3 separate regions of the Sus scrofa genome follow, and all the other regions are linked to region 1. The links are chromatin contacts, called in public Hi-C and promoter capture Hi-C maps. All regions are on one chromosome and are shown on one strand. Each heading gives the region's core, a stretch centred on a gene start, on an enhancer-like site or on the middle of the called end of the contact. The rest is flanking DNA. Distances are from core to core; before and after follow the strand shown.

Region 1 (3,895 bases), core at 979-3,478:
TGATGCCTAAGTCACATGTGACTCTGAGGATGAACAAAACGATGCATGTAAAATGCTAAACATGGTGTCTAAACCTTCAATAAATATTCCCTGTTATCACCGCTCTCCGCAGAACTCAAGACTAAGGCAACAGCCAACTGTCAACCCTCACCAGTACCTTGAAATCACATTCATGTTTTAAGCACCTTTTGTGGAAACTGAAACAGAACACTCCTCTAGCAATTATTTCCACACACAGCTTCATAGGTGACTGGTACAGGTCACCTCCCAGCCATTGTCTGAATTTCTTTGCAGCTGCTTCCCCTGGAAAATGACACAACACGACTGGTACCTCACTTGTGTCCCAGTGAAGACAATCACCCTAAAAGGCTCCAAGAGAAGAAGCCCACAGGACCTCCACCTCTCACCTCCAGCATCTGGGGAAGGAGAGGGCTCTGCTGGGCACTGAAGTACTCCACTGACAACTGATACACGACTGCTAGGAAGCTGGAGCCTTGATCCTGTATTGAAGAAACTTTGGTTTCCTCAGAGGGATTAAGTAACCTGCCCTAAACCACACAGCTAATAGAAGACAGAAGTGAATTATGAACCTAGACAGTGGCTGGCTATCCTAGATGAAAGTCTGGCTGTGGACCCTGAAGGAGGAAACAGTCTGTAAGCAAACAAACCTTAGGGCCATGCCCTTAGCCAGCCCAGGAGTTCAAGGGAGAAAGCTTGGGAATGACTCACTAGACTCACCCACAAATAATTTTACTGCCCCACAAAAGCCAAAGGTGAATACAACGGCGAAGAGCTGCAGCCTGAGAGTCCTGCCTTCTTCCACTTCCTCAAAGAATCTTCCAGCGCCCTGCACCAGGCACAGTGATGAGGGGATGACAGGAGCTTACACACCCTGACAGCACTGCTCTGCGCCCCAACCCCCTCACTCCATCCTCGCAGCAGCCGCCACCCCGGGCCCACCACTATCCCCATTACACAGACGGGCACAGAGAGGGCCAAGGCCTCACAGCAGAGAAACAGAGTGGGGGGGAGGGGGGGACTGAACCCACGGCTGCCCCACAAGGGAGCTCTCACTGTTAGCCAGCCCAGGCCCTTCCCACCCTTCCAAATCCATCCCCCCTTCTCTGCCAAATCCCGAAGAGCACCGGTGACCCAAGCCCGGCGACTAGGAGGGAAGGGAGGGACAAGCTGAGCAAGCAAGTGATGTTGGGGGCGGGCAGAGCTCTCTCCCTCAAGTTCAGTGGAGCCGTCGGGGCCGCCCAGTCCCTGGGGATCGAATCCCACCGACGGCGCTCGGGGTGGCAGGAGCGAGGGCAGCCGGACGGCCAGGGAGAACGCGGGCGAAAGGAGGGCAGGGCGGAAGCGCGGCGGCCGAAGTTACCGTTCCCACGGCGTCCAGAACTGGTGCTGTCTCAGTCCCTCCGCCCCGAGGGTCTGCGGCCGCTCCAACGAAAGCGAAAGTAAAGCCGCAACGCGGCCAGGGGAGGAGTCGCCCCGGGCAGGACGCCGACCCGGCGGGCGGGGCTGCGGGCCCCGCCTCCGACTCGGGACCCCGCGCTTCTCAGAGTCGGCCGCGCGCGGGACCACCGCGCCGCCGCGCCCCGTCGGGGAGGGCGCGCTCTCACGGTCGCGCGCGTCGTCGCGGAGGGCGCCCTCGGCAGGCAAAGCTGGTCGCGCGCACCGGACGCGTCCTGGGCAAAGTTTGCAGAGATCCACAGGGGTCCCGGAGCTGCGCGCGCAATCTCCAGGAGAAAGTTCTGCAGCGTCCACTGCGCTCCAAGTGACCTGAAGGGCGCGCTCCGCAGACCCGGCGCACGCAGCGTCCCAGTCGGGCGGACTGAAGAGTGCGCCCTGCCGACTTCGCGGCGCTTGATAATGGGGCGCTGGTCAGAGTCCACCTTCCTGCCCTCCCGCTGCCTCCGGTCTACACCGCGACTTCGGCCTCCGCACCGGCCCTGGGACCTGTTCCAAAGGCCCAACGGCTCCTCCTCAGCCAAATCCTGACCCTGATCGTCTATGCGGGGGACTGGGTGCCCGCATCTTCCTGAGTTACCGTCTCCCTAGGGCCAGCCGAGGGAGCCGCCGTGGTCTCCTGCCGCTCAGAACTTGCTTCCATTCGCTGACGCGCCTTCCTCACGCGTGGGCGGCAGGAACTAACAGTTTTCTGCAGAGCACGTCCACACCTCTTAACAGAGCCTGCTGGCCGGGACGTAGCGCCAGAATCATTCATGGACTATTTATTGAGCGCCCTCATGTGTCAGCCACTGGGTACTTGGCCATGAGTTAGTCTAAAACGGGAGAGAGTCTAATATGGTACTTTCACTCGTGCCACCTAACCCCCAGCCTTGCATCCCCAGGTCCCCCAACACCCATGCATGCTCCCACTTTTGTCTTTATTCAACCTGGGACCTCCAGCTGAGGCCTCCAAGGCCTTGCTCTCCAAGATTCCTCGGGGGAGCAGCTTATGCATGCAGTTACACTGAAGTGTAAATAGCTAAGGAGACCTGACAGTTTTATTCATACCAGAGATGTTTGCTTTGAAAGAACTATCAACGCCTTCAGTGAAAGGAACGAACCTTCTTCGTCGTGCATCATTAGGCAAGAACGCATCTCGTCTTTTTGTTTGCTGTCCCCTGGGCCTGAGACTTCAATATCGTCCATAATATCTTACCAGGTAAGGACGCTTCCTTGATTTAAGGAAGACTGGCCGCAGGCAAGTGTAAGGGAGTGATTATAATTTATTACCTTCTGCCAGAATCCTGAATTCCTGAATATTTCAAACAGGCAGTTACACTATTTCCACTATGGATGTGCTATAGGTTGTTTGGGCCACCTACCTCCCTGCCAAATTCCTATGTTGAAACTAAATCTCCAAAATGATGGCATTAGGAGGTGGGGGCCTTTGGGAGGTGCTTAAATCAGGAAGGTGGAGCCCTGGTGAGTGGGATTAGTGCCTTGATAAAAGAGGCCAGGCTGAGCATCCTGGCCTTTTCTATCATGTGAGGACATAGAAATTGCAGTCGGCTACCCCAACGTGGGCTCTGACTAGAACCCAACCATGCTGGCACCCTGATCTTAGCCTTCTGGCCTCCAGAACTGTGAAGAATACGTTTCTGGTGTTTATAAGCTATTCAGTTTCTGTCTTTTGTTATAGCAGCCAGAACAGACTAAGACAGGCTGCGCTACTCTTTTCTTTAACAGCCATGTTTCTGAAATGTCAAGGCGAGCCAAGTCATGGTAGACACAGAGTTAATTTTCTTTTTGAAGGAATTCAGTGGTGAATCATTTGAGAAATGGAATAAAAAGCCTATTAGTAGGGCAAATAGGTTACCCTATGATTTATCGCATTTATGAATTCAAGTTTTGCAGGTTATTCGTGAAATAAGATGAAACACGGTGTTAGATATGGGAGCCACCTTCACAACTAATCCCTCTGCTGGTATTATAGATACAGAATCTGAGGCTCAGAGAGGTTGTCCACACTACAGGCATGCTAGTGGCAGAACCAGGATCAGGTTGCCTAGAAAAATAATGTATTTTCCATCCACAAGAAAGGTCTACCATAGATTATATGAAGCAATTTTGTTTACATGTGTCACACACAGGAATTCGTTGCTGGCTCAGATAGGAAGATGATTTTAAGGAAAACTTTCTTTTTTTATTTTTTACTTTAATGATTTTTATTTTTTTCCATTATAGCTGGTTTACAGTGTTCTGTCAATTTTCTACTGTACAGCAAGGTGACCCAGTCACACATACATGTATACATTCTTTTTTCTCACATTATCATGCTGCGTCATAAAGAAAACTTTCTTTTTTCAGTTCTGTAGTGTAGTTCTCTTATTGCTCCGAGGCTGAATTATCACAGTACCAACAACTAAAATCATAGATACAT
Region 2 (4,149 bases), core at 1,117-3,616, 440 kb before region 1:
TTTTTTTTTCCCCCCTAAGTAAATTGTTTTATTTGATAAAGAATTTTCAAATGAGGCATGTGGACTGAAGTTCATTCTCTCCCTTAATGGCTTTGAGCCTTTGCTAGTCAGTTAGGGCGGCTGTGACAAAACACCACGGACAGGGTGGCTTAACAGATTTTTTTTTTTTTTTTCCCTCCCAGCCTCAGAGGCTAGATGCCAAAATCAAGGTGTTGGTAGGGTTTTTTTTGTTTGTTTGTTTGTTTGTTTGTTTGTTTTTCCCCTGAGGTCTCTCTCCCTGGCTTGCTCATCAGGTCACCTTCTTATGTCTTATGTCTTTACACGGTCATCTTTCTGAGCAGGCACACAGGGCGTCCTCATACGCGTTCTCTTTCTGTGTCCTAATATCCTTTTCTTATAAGGACGTGAATCTCATTGGAGTAGGGCCAGCCTCATGACCTCATTTTAGCTTAATTACATCTCTAATGACCCCATCTCCGATACAGTCCCATCCCGAGGTCCCAAGGGTTAGGGTTCCCACATGTGAACTTAGGGGGACAAAGTTCCAGCCCAGAGCAGAGTCTCCTTTTCCTCACTGGGAAAAATGGACGAAAACTTCCCCTCCTTCCTTTCATTTAGACTTCGCATGTCAGAGGCTACCAAAAAAAAAGCAAGTTATTATGAGGGTAGGACAGGCAGCTCAGGACAATGTGTCTTATGAGCCAATGTGAAAGGTACATCCTCTGTACACACCCAAGCTTTGGAAGCCACGTTTGCCATGAAGAGATGAATTTGCAAAGGTGCCGCTAATGTCATGCTCTCTCATATATTTGAACTTACATGCAAATCACTTTTTCATTTATTTATTCCTCACCATCGATTGCACACCTACTCTCCTGGGCGCTGGGTCAATGTGATCCATTATCTACCGGTGACACAAAATGTCGAGTTGGCGGGATGGATTCTGTAGGAGGTTTTCTTAAGCAAGAGAAGACTCCTCATGTGTCTTCCTGTACAGCTTATATGGGGAGCTTCACCGAAAATCTCTCTTGCCTTCAACACCTTCCCCTGACTCTTCCCTCCTCAGTCACAGGAGGCTGCTCAGGATCTGAAGGTTCAGAAGAACTTGGAGGTGACCCTGGGTTTAGAACTGGAACCACATAGGTTAGACCCAGGATGAAGAAATTCAGATTCTGTCACTCTTAGAGGCTGAATATCTGATGCAGTGAGGTAAACCTGGGTTCTATGAAAAATAAGTTACACACACACACACACGAGTGTACAGAGGCCAGAAAAATTTGCACCTGTCCTTGAGTAAAGTGAGCAGCATTGGTATTTTTATTTTATTTGTTTTGTTTTATTTTATTTTATTTTATTTTGTCTTTTTGCCTTTTCTAGGGCTGCTCCTGGGGCATAGGTAGGCTCCCAGGCTAGGGGTTGAATCAGAGCTGTAGCTGTCAGCCTACGCCAGAGCCACAGCAACGCGGGATCCGAGCCGCATCTGCAACCTACACCACAACTCAAGGCAACGCCGGATCCTTAGCCCACTGAGTGAGGCCAGGGATCGAACCTGCAACCTCATGGTTCCTAGCGGGATTCGTTAACCACTGAGCCACGACGGGAACTCCAGCAAGAGTCCCCCAGTTCCACAGAGGGGAAAACAACACTATCATGCACTCTTGATCTCCTGCTCTCAAATTTTGAAGCTTCAAAGCTGAATGAGGAGCATAAAACCCAAGCTCTGATCTCCGCTGTGGGAACTCCTTCTCTGTCGCATGACACGGTGTGGGCACAAAGGGAACTATAGCCACACTCTGCCCAGGTATCCAAGAGCAAAGGGAGGACGCTTTGATTTCTTTCTGATGCCCAGTCCTGAGTGTGGAGTCTCGTGGTACAGGAGGAGTGCCAAGGAGAAATGAGAAGTCCAGAGCCATGAAACAGATTCGAAACTGAGGCAGAAACCAGCCTGCAATCCTAAAGAGGAAGGAACAAAAGAGCATCAGGCAGGCCACTTGCTACATGAAAAGAGCAACCTTGAAAACATGGGAAGAGGGACCTCAGGAATGGAACTTTTTACTTTGGGCCAACAGACCATTTTGTAGTTCTGAAACTCCTTTGGACTTTAATTCTGCTTTACTTCCAAAACGGGACTGGAAAGGGGGCTGATGAAGCCAAAAATATCAAACAGCTTCAGATCCTTGGTTAAAAACATTAGCAGCAACACCCGGCAGAGCTCACCTCCCCCACTCTTCGCATTTCATTGTAAGAGGAAAACCACGAGCCAACCCACCGAAGGGTGTTATAATTAACTCACAAGCCCTCCTGCGCTTCCTAGTGGTTTTCGAGTCTCTGAGCTGCAGAAGTAACGTGAGATGGGGTTATTTCATATGTGTTACGGAAGGAGGAAACCAAAACACCTTTTCAGTTCCTTTTGCTAAAAGAGTCCATTCCATCCATTTAATTTACTGTTTCCAGTTCATGGGAATCATCTCTTAGTGACATTTATTAGGCAAATCTGGGCTAAGAGGAGTTAACATGTGCTTATCAAGGTCTTCATGGCAAATAACAGAGATCAAGCCTGGCCCATCAAAGCAGAAAAAAACACGTTTATTCAAGCATATTAGATGCTGTCTAGAATCCCAGAGAGTGGAGAATAAACTTGGAGGCTGTATGATCACACAGTCCCTGACATCAATTCTGGGGCTGTCCGAAGTGAGGCTCCACTGCCTTCACTTTGGGCAAAGAGACGACAGCTTGTCCCTGACCACGTCTCACGTGGAACGAACTTCTGGGTCCTCTATCAACTGGCTGTGGTGGCCACCGTCTTGGCAGGGCTCATGTCCTGACTTGGGTCCTCTGGTCCTCACGTTCTCCCTTCCTCTCCAAAGATCTCTAAGGAAAATGCTCCCCACTTCCTCTTTTGGGAAACCCAACCTGATCCAAAAGAAGGGAGCTCATGCTTTGGAACCATCCCCACCCCCGCTGTACCCCCAGCTGCTGTGGCTCAGGTTAGCATCGTTCTATCTGGAGGGATACCTAGAGCTTAAGCTTGATGGTCCATGATGTTCAAGAGGAGAGTCAGCCCCCCTGGCAACCGAGCCCTCTAGGCTGGGTCTCCTTGCTCTGCCCTGGGCCTGGCAGGCACTCCTGATTCTTCGACTGCCTGGCCTGTTAGAGCAAGCTCATGAACATCTGAAAGAAGAACAAGTATGAAACCTCCAGGGGCAGTGTAATCTAGACCTCTATCAGGAAAGAAGCGGCTCACATACCCCGCAAGGCTTTTTTCCTGCAGGGACAGCCAGACTTATTTTTATGCAGAGCAGTCACCTTGGCATCCCCTCAGGTAGTAAAGGACCCAAACTACCCTTTACTGGCTATTCCTGTGGACGCTCTCAACAAGGGTTCCTGGCTGACCATTTATGGAAAGGACCCTTCCTCCTTTGGTTCTTCTCCAGCTCCCTCTTGGGGGTCAAAGGCATTTCATGGTCTGGTGCTACTTCCTCCCATTACCAAGTCACACGTCACCCTCCTTGTGTTAGTGGTACAAGGCTATATATTGAACATTTAACGTGGTGGAATAGCCAGCTTGAATATTAATGATGCCTATTTTTCTCTCAGCTGTAAGTTCATCCAGAAAGAATGAGAGGTATTTTCTCCTTCTTCTCCCAAGAGAGGAGCCAGGTTCTGTGTCCTGGATGTCTGGGCTTCTCCTGTCTAAGAGGAGCATTCGATGTCTTTGTTTTCAAAGTCTAGTTTCCTGCAGGAGACAGGACTCAACCCACTGGATTGATGAGGGCTCTGAGGGTTGAAGGGGCAGGTGCAAGGGTGCAGCCTCAAGGCCGGCCAGAGGCAAGGAGTGAGGTCCTGAAATGGTAAAGACCCACTTTAGCTTGCAGACACTACTTCGAGAAAGAGGACCCCTTGGAGGAGGGCTGGGTACCTGCAGGCCAGCGAAGGACCAAGTACTGATGTACAAGGCTCTAACAGCCAAGGCAATTGTCCCCTGGTACCCGGTCTGACATTCAAGGAGTGGAGTCTCACCATTGACCACCTGCTAGCCCCTGGAACAGGCCAGCCTGCACTCACGGAGCAAGTGAGGCTGGCTTCAGATGGATCCACAGCACTGACGGATGGCCGTGGGCCACACCCAGAAGAATCCCAGGGATATAA
Region 3 (4,171 bases), core at 93-2,592, 500 kb before region 1:
ATATTGATTTCTTTTTTTAATATGGGGTTTTTTATTTTTATTTGGGGGGTTGTTTGGGGGTGGCTTTTGCCATTAGTTAGTATCAAAGAAGCTTAACAGAACAGGAAAAAGTTTTGCTTTATCAACTCGAATTGATGACTTGTTAAGATTAACTATATTTACTCGACTTGAGCTTTAGAAGTATTAAATCAAAGAACAGCACTTCACTGGACAGAGTTGGTTTGCAAAACCTCCACAGACTGAAACAGCTCACCTCTGATTGCGATTAGGCAAGGGTATTTAATACACTCCCCCCCATACAATTGTTATTATTATTATTTTTGCTAATTATTGAGCAGCTGCGTGTCAAACCCCATGCTGTGTGCCGTCAAGGAGCTCACAGTCCAGTACTGGACACGAACTGATCAACTGTTTATTATTAAACAATGGCAGTCGGTGCTACGCGGTGGATACAAACGCGGTGTTATGGAAACCCCTGGAGCCTCTCCCAGAGACTAGTTGTCAGGTGGGCAGGGAGGCTGCTCCTGCTGATTCCGCCCATGTCAGGTGCATCAGAACTGGGAAGTCACAATTTTGAATTCTCTCTTTTTTTTGTTGTTTGTTTGTTATTTTGTTAACACGGACACAATTTAACAATTCTAATTTTTTTGTAGTTTTTTTTTTAACAAGTCAGGTGCCATAAACATTCAAATAATCCATTCTTTAAAAAGCACGTTTACAACATCAAAAGAAGATGAAATATAAACCTTTCTACCTACAATTTTTATAGATTAACCAAATCACAAAACCACAAATAAATGTTAAATTGTAACAACATGATGAATAAACATTCTGATTCTTAATAAAAATCTTCCTTTAACATTTGTTTTACACTTACCATTACACGAAATGGTCTATGCAGAATTTGGGGGTACATACGATACCAGGAAGGCATCAACAGTACAAAGCAGATACGAAGCGGTTTCAGAACTTGCTTGAGTGCTCTACATGGATATTGAATTCTCTTTTATTATTTATGCCCCTAAAATGAGTAAGGGCCAAAGGGTGAAGAGGAATTATCTCCAAGGGCGCGTCCTACAGGAAGCGATAACCCCTTTGGGCCGGGGCGGGGCTTGATACGCAGAGCTGTAGCCAGAGGCAGGAGGGAGAGCTCGCCGGGTCAGCCAGGGCGGGGGTATCCAGCAAGTCTAAGGGCAGGGCTGGGCGCTCAGGGGGCGGGAGACGGCTTTGCCGGCCCCGCCCACTGCAGACAGGTTACCCCGGCCCCAAGGTGCGTCGCGTCACACCTCCCACGCAGCGCTGATTGGCTTCTTCAGGAGGCCCCGCCCCCTCAGCAGTAGCCAGGCCGGCTTCGGCGTCGCCGCCATCTTTGTTGATGTGTCAGCTCCGCGGGGGCTTGGGGAAGGCGCGGCAGAGGTAACGTGGTCTCGGCTCTGTCCCCACCCCTGTCGCCCCCCCCACTTCCTGGTCTGCGGGACCCCGCTATGGAGAAGTTGGTCCCAGAGCCGGAGCTCCAGCAGTCTTGTTAGGGGTGTGGCCTGAAGCTCGGAGAAGTGGGGTAAGTGCCTCGGGGGGCGCTTGGGGCGGACCGGGGAGTCGCGGTGGCGTGCGGCCGACCGCTCACCTCTCCCGCGGTCCTGCAGGTTCTGGGGCCGGCTCCCCACCTCATTTCTCGAGGGAGCGAAGCGAGGGCTGGGGTACGGAGTTCGGAATCCCCTCCTCTCTGCCCCCCTCCCTTACTCCCCGGCCGCCAAAGGAGGAGGCGGCCGTGGGGTCGCGGGGGCTCATGGGGGCCGGGGCTCTGGAGCTACACCTAGAGCGCGGCGGAATTTGGGCGGATTCCTGGTCTCCCAGTGCCTATTGCAGCTGAGCCCCACCTGCTCGGTCCTAGACTCAATCTTGTAATTCTCTTTTCGTCTCCAAGTTGACTGTGTTCTTGTTTTATGTTTACTGTTGGCGACTTTTTACCCTTTTTCCAAATACTTCCATTATTGTGATTTAGATACGATTCTTTGGGATTGTGGATAGGAGAGAAATTGTTCTTGCTGTTTATGTTGCCTTTCGATCAAGGACATGAAGGCATTTGATAAACTTGGTTGGTAAGGATCATATTTCAAATTAGGGTCTTTGTCAAACTTGTAAAATGGTAAAAGCCCTTCTACACGTCCCCTAGTAGCAACTTTGGGGAACAGTGCAGTTACAAGTATTGCTTGACTTTTGACAACTTAAAAACTTCAGCTAATATTTATATCCTGATTTTGTTCAGAGGGAAGAGGCCTGGATTTGGAGTTGGAACATTTAGACTATTTTTGATTTGATAATCTTGTTAACTTAGAGGAATTATATAGTTAGTAATGCTATGCAGACCCAGACAGTTGGCAGTTTTCTGTGTGTGTGTGATGTACCTTTGACACCCATTTTTCTTATTTCTTCCAAAATGATAGATTGAGAGTTTTTCTAAGGAAAATGTGCGGTAAATCAGTGGAAGTGTTCCAGAAAAGTACTGATAGTCATTCAAAAAAAAAAAAAAAATCTGTTAGGTGTTCAGATATGCTAGTTGTGGGTGTAGCTTTCCCAACTACTACTTACGCCTTCATATTTGTAGTGTTGATCTTGTGGGAAAGATTAAGGTTCTGGAGATACTGATAGTAAAACTAGAGTGTCTTTGTATAAAGTATACTGTTCTCTATACAGCTATTTTCTAGTACTTTATCCACAAGCAGAAAACAGTGATGATTGGCATAGTTTTTTTCATTTTTCCTGTTATTTTAAGCACAGTGATGGTATAGAGTGACTCACAAATCTTGAAGTGTAAAGAATTAAAACTCCTTATTCATTGTAATAGGCAAGACTGTATAATTACTGAAGATTCTACCTGGAAATCCATGGTTTTTTTTTTTTTGCTTTTTGTGGCCCTGGGGCATATGGACGTTCCAGGGAAAGGGGTTCAATCTGAGCTACAGCTGCCTGCCTCCCCACAGCCACAGCAATGCAGCGAGCTGCTTCGTGACCTATACCACAGCTCATGGCAACGCTGGATCCTTAACCTACTGAGCAAGACCAGGGATTGTACGGTGTCCTTAGGGATACTAGTTGAGTTCTTTACCACTGAGCCACGAAGAGAAGTCCCTGGCATGTGTTTATGTTGGTTTTATTCTTTTTAAGACCTTGTCTAATTCAGAACACCTGCATATAAACTCAGAGGTTCCTTTAAGCAATGGAGATTCCATAGAGTATCATTGGTATTTCAGAGTCTTTTTTTTTTTGGTCTTCTGTCTTTTTCGAGGGCCACACCCACTGCATATGGAGGTTCCCAGGCTAGGGGTCTAATTGAAGCTGTTGTCGCTGGCCTACACCACAGCCACAGCAATGCCAGATCCAAGCCGCATATGTAGCATACACCACAGCTCACAGCAACACCGGATCCTCAACCCACTGAGCAAGGCCAGGGATTGAACCCGCAACCACATGGTTCCTAGTTGGATTGTTTCCACTGTGCCAGAACTGGAACTTCGGTATTTCAGAGTCTTAATCATTGCTAACAGGAAAGGAGTGTTGTAGCACAGTAACTACTCTTTAACCTTTTAGTTCCTTCACCTGTAAACTAAGAAGTTGTTCTTTGATATCATACAATGACAGTATAGCTGATAATGTTTGCATAGTATATTCAGTTTAAAGCTATCTATTTACAGCTACATGCTGACATCCAGATCTGAAGGTAAAACAGTGAAGTATGCTTTTTAAAAGGAAGAGATAATAGGTCTGTTGAAGCAGCCTTGTTTAGAAAAATCATCTTTCCTGTGAAGAATGACTAACTGCTAGTTTTTAAAATTCATTTAACAGTTTCATGTTAAAGTAAGTCTCCATGCCTAAAGTTGTTTCTTTTTTTTTTTCCCAATAAAATTTGGATTTGTCTTTTACCCTTTATCTCTAGCTTTAAATAATTAAGGCTGATTCTCGAATTTGTCATAAGCATGTCTTTGGGCCTACAGTGTTGGGCATGTTTAGTATCATTTCAGGACAACCTTGGGAGCATATAATTTAAATTTGCAAATAACCCTCTCATCTTATATTATTTCAAACATCACCTTTGAACCTTATTTCTTAGCTACTGAGATTTTAAAAATCTACTTGGGCTGTGAAGGAAACAAAAAGTGTTGGCGTGAAAGGG

What was found. Promoter capture Hi-C pulls out the DNA fragments that hold promoters and counts their contacts. A called contact is a pair of places that touch in the nucleus more often than the background predicts.
Region 2: a contact with region 1 is called in a Hi-C map of retroperitoneal adipose tissue, with 1.8 times the contacts expected there. The contact joins the enhancer-like site here to the promoter of CASP7 in region 1. A contact is called at or near these places in 4 of 5 promoter capture datasets (fetal liver, fetal skeletal muscle and liver), 8 of 47 Hi-C or Micro-C datasets (adipose tissue, blood, embryonic fibroblasts and 5 more) and 2 of 2 datasets of contacts at active chromatin or transcription factors (alveolar macrophages and skeletal muscle).
Region 3: a promoter capture Hi-C map of fetal liver shows a contact between it and region 1, with 4 times the contacts expected there. The contact joins the promoter of CCDC186 here to the promoter of CASP7 in region 1. A contact is called at or near these places in 3 of 5 promoter capture datasets (fetal liver, fetal skeletal muscle and liver) and 1 of 2 datasets of contacts at active chromatin or transcription factors (alveolar macrophages).

Annotation. Positions count from the first base shown.
Region 1 is chr14:124,016,109-124,020,003 of Sscrofa11.1, reverse strand. CASP7 (caspase-7) reads right to left here and starts at 2,228. Exons shown (of 7, transcript XM_021073322.1): 1 at 1,382-2,228. It also overlaps a transcript of NRAP not described here.
Region 2 is chr14:124,452,523-124,456,671 of Sscrofa11.1, reverse strand. No RefSeq gene overlaps it. Among named protein-coding and RNA genes, the nearest start is that of ADRB1, 54 kb to the right of the region's middle. Within about 2 kb of position 2,366, at least 13 of the 83 cell types and tissues checked have an H3K27ac peak or open chromatin away from gene starts, as enhancers often do. A contact at or near this core is called in liver and retroperitoneal adipose tissue, where this site is marked.
Region 3 is chr14:124,518,316-124,522,486 of Sscrofa11.1, reverse strand. It overlaps CCDC186 (coiled-coil domain-containing protein 186), which reads left to right and starts at 1,342. Exons shown (of 17, transcript XM_001927027.7): 1 at 1,342-1,558.